Linked DNA regions of Gossypium hirsutum: region 1 is linked to region 2. A link is a contact called in public Hi-C data. All regions are on one chromosome and are shown on one strand. The core of a region is the stretch at or near the end of the contact, and the rest is flanking DNA. Distances in the headings are between cores, read along the strand shown. Region 1 holds the start of LOC107949238 (RING-H2 finger protein ATL52). Region 2 holds the start of LOC107931534 (dnaJ homolog subfamily C member 28).

Region 1 (3,757 bases), core at 861-3,360, 360 kb before region 2:
CATCTAATCTTTACATAATAATGAAATGGTTTATACACGTCCACCTATACTTCTATGGCACCCCAAAATTCTTATATCATACTTTTAATTAACATAACACTTTATGACTACATAATTACAAATCCTAATTTCATGAAATTTCAAACTAAGATTAGAACTATTAAACACTTAATTATAACATTAGTTTCATGATTCCTAAGCTTACTAACTTAGGATGAGTATGAGTATTCATATATTTATCTCGTTGGATGCTCTACAACTCTAAATCAAGTCTTCATAAGCTTTATTCTACCATAAATAGAGCTTGAATATCCACTAATCATTGTCTACTCATTTTTCATAAATAAAAAATATAACCAATGACTAATATAAATTCATTCTAAGCTTTCTCATGACAAACCATAGCAAAAATCAAACCAATATGGGTGTAGGAAACCATTTTTTTTTACCTTATTAGAACTTTCTCTCTCTAGCCATGAATTATCTCACTAAAAACCAAGAAATTATAGGTTGCCATGGCTGGACATGATGAAGAAAATGAGCTTAGGAAATTGATTTCATGAATATTTTAATTTTATCTCAAGATGGGAGGTAAAGATTTTAAAAGAAAATAAAAAAAATGGGAAGAAAATGGAGAGGAAGAAGATGAGGGCAGCCATGGTTGCTTCTGTTGGTTGAGAAAGAAGAGAACTCTGTTGATAGGGGTATTTTCCAATTTAAAAAGAACCCCGAAAGGGCCCAAGGCCTTGACCCAATTTTTACAAACCTAACTTTGTGAAATTATGGCCGGATTCATCAATAAAAGGTTCTAATGATTCAAAATAATTTTGGATATCAAATATAATATTGAAATATTATTGTCATAATTAAGTTTTAAGAATTGATCAAACTATCCTTTGTGGCAAAATTATTTTTTTATCTCTTTTTGTCAAATTTAGATTTCTTCTTAAAATTTGATAGTTAGAACAAATCAAGTTCATAATTCATCAAAAATATTTATAATAATTCTATGAGTAATAAAAATTGTACTTTAGCTCTTTTTTCGATAAAATAGAAAAATTACAATTCAATCCCTATAATATTTAAAATTTTTAAATTAGTCTCAAAAGTGATTTTCATTCCACCGAATCATAGTCCAATTTATTCATGATAACTCATCCATAATAATTCATATTTTTCCACTTTTGGGTAATGTTGCACAATGGTCCTCATACTTTTCAAAATTTACCTTATTTAGTTCTTTTTATCACATTTTTATTTTTTAAATTCTTTTTATATATTCTCAACTCCAATATCAAATTTCTTTTACAAAATTTCTAATTTGAGTCATTCAATATTTTTTTTGATATTCGAACCCAAAATCCTACAATGTGTCATATCAAAATTTACATGACATTAGATATGTTATCTTAGAATAATTATTTTTATCATGTATTCTTAAAAGATAATTTACTCTGCATCAATCGTTTAAAATTTGTTGTCTATACTTTTATTACTACTTAAACTAAAAAGAAAATATATTCAACTTTCTATCTTGATCCATTAAATATGTTAAATTTATTTGAGAAAATTGAGAATACTTTTTTTCATATATTTTAAATTTGAATTTCCAAAATGTTATTTTATTTTTACGAAGCAAAAAATTATTTTGTGATATGTTATTTATTTGATATTTAAAAACTAAATAAATTATTCATGAATTCAAATGTTAAAATGTTTAGGAAAATATTTATTACTCAGTTTTCTGGTGTCATTATCTAACGTAGGCCATATTATCTTAATTATTATATCTTAAATAGGGTGGTAGAATAAAATAATATGTGAATTGTGATATCATCATATCCTCAAACGTAATCATACTCTACCAGACAAGTGACACTTGGCCAATTACATACCATACACGTGGGCCACTATCAAAGAATGCCACTTGTAATCTCTCAAGTCTTCAGCCTCTCTTGAGAGAAGACCAAAGTGTTTCAGCTGTTTTAAAAAACACTACAATTTGTCCATTTTCTTCAGCTGCACCAACTGCAAACTCTCGTAAACCCATCTTTTTAAAGTTACCACCACAAGTTGTAAAGTTGAAAGAAGACCTGTAGATGGTAAATTATGGATCCTGCAAATGGTGCTCAAGATTCAGGGTCCTTTCTGACTCCTTTGTTGATTTCCTTGGCCGGCATAGTTGCCACTTGTCTAGCACTAATTGTATACCATTTTTTACTTGTCAAATACTGCCTGAGATCGGGAGATAAACCGGATGATGCTACAAATCCCTCCATACCAACTGGGCTTCAACAAAAAATCCTGGGAACAATTCCAATCCTGCCTTTCTCCAGGGATAAAGATGAAGAATTGGGCACTCATCAAATTGAATGCGCTGTTTGCTTGGGAGAACTAAAGGAAGGGGAGACTATACGCTTGTTGCCAAACTGCAGGCATTTGTTTCATGTCCCATGCATTGACAATTGGTTTTTGGCACGTTCTACCTGTCCTATTTGTCGAACATTTGTAGAGTATTCTAGTTTAGAATCGCCTTCGGCCAACCATATTGGAGGAGAAAGGGTTCCGGATTTGGCTCGAAACATCGGACAAGGTGGCGATCAGGCCGCATCAACGTCCGGGGTTCAGTTAAATACTTTGTTAAGACATTGTGTGCCCCTGGTGTTCCCTAGAGTAAGTAAAACACATGTGATTACAGGGTTGAAGGGATCCTTGTCAATGGATCAGTTCCACATATACATTAACTTAATAGATGACAGTGGAGATGCTTCTTCTTCAACATCAAAGATGATTTTGTGGAAGAGCAATTCTTGTAAGGCCCCATCTATGAGACAGTTGGATCGAATGTCTTCATTGTTGAGATCTTTCTCACAATTGCGAGTAGGTAGGAGTAGAACCAGTTATGGAATTCTTCCTTACTAACATGATGTTTGGAAACAAAAATTTTGTTGATGCTTTCGGTTGCTTCCATCATATACTAGATTAATTTGAAATTTTACTTCATCCAGGTTTATAATCCTAAATCATGTTTATACTCTGTTTGTTAACTTTCCAAGCCATATGTTCGGAAATAATAATAAAAAATTCTAATATGTTGCCACATGCATTCTGGCCAAAATTCTAAACTAGTTTCTACAATTTGAAACACTCTAATTAAGATCATATCCATCAACTTCTTTCACTAACACAACGCTAGCCTGCATTAATTTTGGATTTAATGTAACATACTTAAAATATGTTAGATCTACTTTATACATATATGTTCACCACATTGACAGCTTAGACAAAAAGTTAAAAAAAAGAAACCATGTCTTTAAAATTTAGGATTATTTTTTTAAACGCATCATATTCAAGTTGCTCATTGTAAGTATAAATGCATTTAAAATTTGATTCACATATTTTGATTATGTTTTAAATCATATATGTGAAGAAATTTAACATCTTAACTAACAATTAGGCTGACGCTAAGACTTGCTTGAAGCAATGGTTAAAGCTATTGTTTAGCACTTAGACTAAACATGTTCAAATTTTGTCATTTTTCCTCCCCTTCCCCTTCTAATGATAAAAAAAAAACACTAATAGTTAGGTTGACAAAAAACCTAATTGATATTGTACTAATAATTTGGAAACCCAATGCAATGGTAAGGTACATTGTATACCCAAATAGAGAATGCAAGTTTAAACCTTGATGAAAAAATTGTTAAGAGCGACAACCATGAACCTTGAATATAGACCGTAAAACGAACATGGAAGATAC
Region 2 (3,429 bases), core at 573-3,072:
ATCCTCCGACTCACATGAAGACCTTTCCTTGTTCCTAATTAAAATAACTTAATTAGCTAAAATTAATACTACACATGGATAGCTTAGGTAAAAATACCGAACAAACAATTTCCCTATTAACGCCCACCAACTAAACATTACATAATGCCTATCAATTGAGATTTTGGGATCCTCAAAAACCGACCAACATTTATGGTCATCAACAAAAACTTGAAGAAAACATACTAGTTATTCTTCAAGGCGGGCCACTTCTTTTTCCAATTTCAATCCGAACATTTGGCGGCCGAACGGAACAATCAAATTATACCGGAAAACCTGCAACTCCAAACACCATTTGGATATGCTCGAGTCGTGAGACACATAACTAAATCCAAACATAGAGAAGAATACAACTGCGTTTTACCTTATCGTTAATGTCACGTAATTGCTTCTTCAAAGATTCACAACGCTCAATCCATTTTTCTTCATCATTTCCATTGCATTTGCTTGTCCATGCTTTCTTCAAAGCGACTCGCCATTCGGATACTTTGTTCCTGATCTCCTTGTTAAGTTCTACCCACTCCGGAGCACATCCGTTCTTCGAGAGTATCCTATAAAGGGTGTCTTCAGCTGGATCTGCATGAGGATTTGTGTTAAGGTTAAGAGGTTTACCTTTCCCTGCTAAATTCTCGAACTGACCCTCTTCCATTGAATGCCATATTCTTTGCTCAACTACGTTGATGATGTCGGTTTCCGATCTGTTTGAAATCATTACATCACACAACTTCATCTAATTGAAGAACCCAAAAAATCTTTGAAACTATTATGATTTTAACACTGAATTCGAATAATTAAACTAAGAACGTCATCTCTTTCAAAAGCATATCATACACTAAATTCAACAGTTTTTAAGGTCTCAAACATAGGAAGCCAACACCACTCAACTAATGAAGCTAAAGTCAGGTAACGACTAGCACACACAACTCAATCTCTAAAGGGAAGATAACCTTCAAAGCTTAATTGCGTAGCCCCTTGCCAGGTAATATGAATTAGTGACCAATAAAAAAATAACTTTGAAAGAATTGAAAAAGGAGAAAACAAATTGTAACAAATCCAAAGCATACCTCCAAACTGCAAAATTTCATACTTCCCTTGATCCCAAAAAGGGTTCTTTCAATTTCGCTTTTATCATTTAGTATGAAAGAATCATGAAGATTTCAAAATAATCGAGGGTAAATATAAAAAACTTGACGGTATTTAATTAGAATTTTGAGAAATTCACAATTTTTTTAGTTGAAAATTGAGTTTTAGATTCATATTGTTAGGGAAAAAAAAACAAAAAATCTACTAAATAGACGAATACATACATACATACCTAACGTTGTTGCGTTGGCCACGGAGCTCGGGAGGGACTTTACGGTCGTTGACGGCGTCTATGACGGCTGATAGACGGTCTGTTATCTTCTTCTCACGCTTAGAAGATGAAGAATTTGATCCAGTCGTTGCTGTTGATGAGGAAGAGGAAGAGGAAGAGGAGGCACACCTGAGTCCGGGTCCGCCATGGCTCATCGACGGAGGTGAGATGCCCGACGTCAATTTGGTAATCGGAGATGAGGAAAACGCCGAGAACGATGATGGCAGCTTTCTCGCTAGCCGGGTGGCCATGGATGATTGAAACCCAGATGGTCAGATGGGAGAGTTCTAGCAATTCACTCCCTAATTATTGGGACATGGTTGGGGACTTTTCAAATATGCCACGTGGTTTCTTAATATACTGCCACTAATGTTCAGCGAATACGTGGTTTCTCCGTCCACCGAAATTTCCCAAAATATAAAAAGTAATTCTGTGAGGCGGTTTAAATCGTTTAGCAAGATATTTAACAAACAAAATCGAGTTTTATAGAATTTATAGTAATAATCTCTATCCCGAATTATTATTTGTGGTTTTATGCGGAGTAATTTAAGTCATTTTTTAATTTTTATTAAACAAATTTTTTTGTCATTTTCGATTAGACTCAAACAAAATGAGTTATACACGTAAATTAAAAAAAAATTAAGTTTCAGGGAGAAAGTTAATTCTTCCTATAAAAATCTAAAACTTAGAAATTTTAAAAATATATAATTTATTCTTATAAATAAATTGTCATTATTTTCTAATAAAATAACAACACTCAACTTAATTATGCAATTAGGTCATCTTATAGTTTCTATTTATAAGAAAATGACATGAAAATTTTATTTGAACAATGGGTAATTAAATAATAATATTTTAATGAAAAAATACAATACTCCACTACATGTGGAGAAACAATGGGCAACAAAATACCCTAAAGAATACTAAGGTTTAACAATTTCCTCTAAATTTAACAGTTTTCTCTCGGAATTGTTACGGATGCGCGAATCTAAAATTTTCTCGTATCTTTCGTCAATATAATAGAGAGTACAAACCTGATATTGTTAGTTTTCTAAAAACAAGGGTAAGTGGTTTTAAAGTTGATAAGATTATTGCTAACCTAGGGTTTAACAATTTCCTCTGAATTTAACAGTTTTCTCTCGGAATTGTTACGGATGCGCGAATCTAAAATTTTCTCGTATCTTTCGTGAATATAATAGAGAGTACAAACTTGATATTGTTAGTTTTCTAAAAACAAGGGTAAGTGGTTTTAAAGTTGATGAGATTATTGCTAACTTAGGTTTTAAGTTTTCTCACAAGGTCGAGGCTATTGGTTTTTTTAGAGGTATTTGGGTGGGTTAGAAGAATCAAATTTCGGTTGAGATTATTTGCAGTAATCCTCAATTCATTTGTATCTATGTTATTAGGTCTAATTCTTTCTTGTCTGTTCATATTGCTTTTGTCTATGGTAGCCCCGATAGGTAAAAGAGGAGAAAGCCTTGGGAAAGTCTTACTTTCGTTATTTTGATTGATGACTTTAATGCTCTTCTTTCTTCTTGTGATAAGAAAGGAGGGTGTAGAGTTGGAAAAGATTGTTCTCTTTTTAACAATTTTATTGAGAAGTCTTTTTTTTTGTAGGATTTGGGTTTTAAGGGACATCCTTTCACTTGTCGTTGGGGAGGGCTTTATGAAAGACTTGATAGGGCAATTGGTAATGATGCTTGGATGAGAACATTTCCATATTGCTTTGTCACTCACCTCTCGAGGATCAAGTCAGACAATAAACCTTTACTTCTTGCTTTTGAGCTGGAGATTAATCTACCTAAACGGCGTCCTTTCAGATTCCTTGCTGGATGGGTCGAACGTCCCAAATTCTTAGATTTTGTCAAGGAGAAATGGACCTTCAAAGATAATATGGTTGAATCCCTAAACTATCTTACTGATAATATTAAAAATTGGAATCTTTCTCTGTATGGCTTTATTGGGATCCGTAAGAGGAAGTTGATGCAGAGATTGTCTAACGGCTTTATTGGGATCCTAGCCAATAATGATCGAAA

What was found. A called contact is a pair of places that touch in the nucleus more often than the background predicts.
Region 1: a contact with region 2 is called in a Hi-C map of leaf, with 2.8 times the contacts expected there. The contact joins the promoter of LOC107949238 here to the promoter of LOC107931534 in region 2. A contact is called at or near these places in 2 of 34 Hi-C or Micro-C datasets (both in leaf).

The regions. Positions count from the first base shown.
Region 1 is chrA04:63,439,900-63,443,656 of Gossypium_hirsutum_v2.1, reverse strand. It overlaps LOC107949238 (RING-H2 finger protein ATL52), which reads left to right and starts at 2,110. Exons shown (of 1, transcript XM_016883980.2): 1 at 2,110-2,922. The coding sequence starts at 2,110. The coding sequence ends at 2,922.
Region 2 is chrA04:63,079,215-63,082,643 of Gossypium_hirsutum_v2.1, reverse strand. LOC107931534 (dnaJ homolog subfamily C member 28) reads right to left here and starts at 1,822. Exons shown (of 4, transcript XM_016863442.2): 1 at 1,355-1,822; 2 at 404-737; 3 at 226-315; 4 at 1-34. The coding sequence starts at 1,644. The coding sequence ends at 229.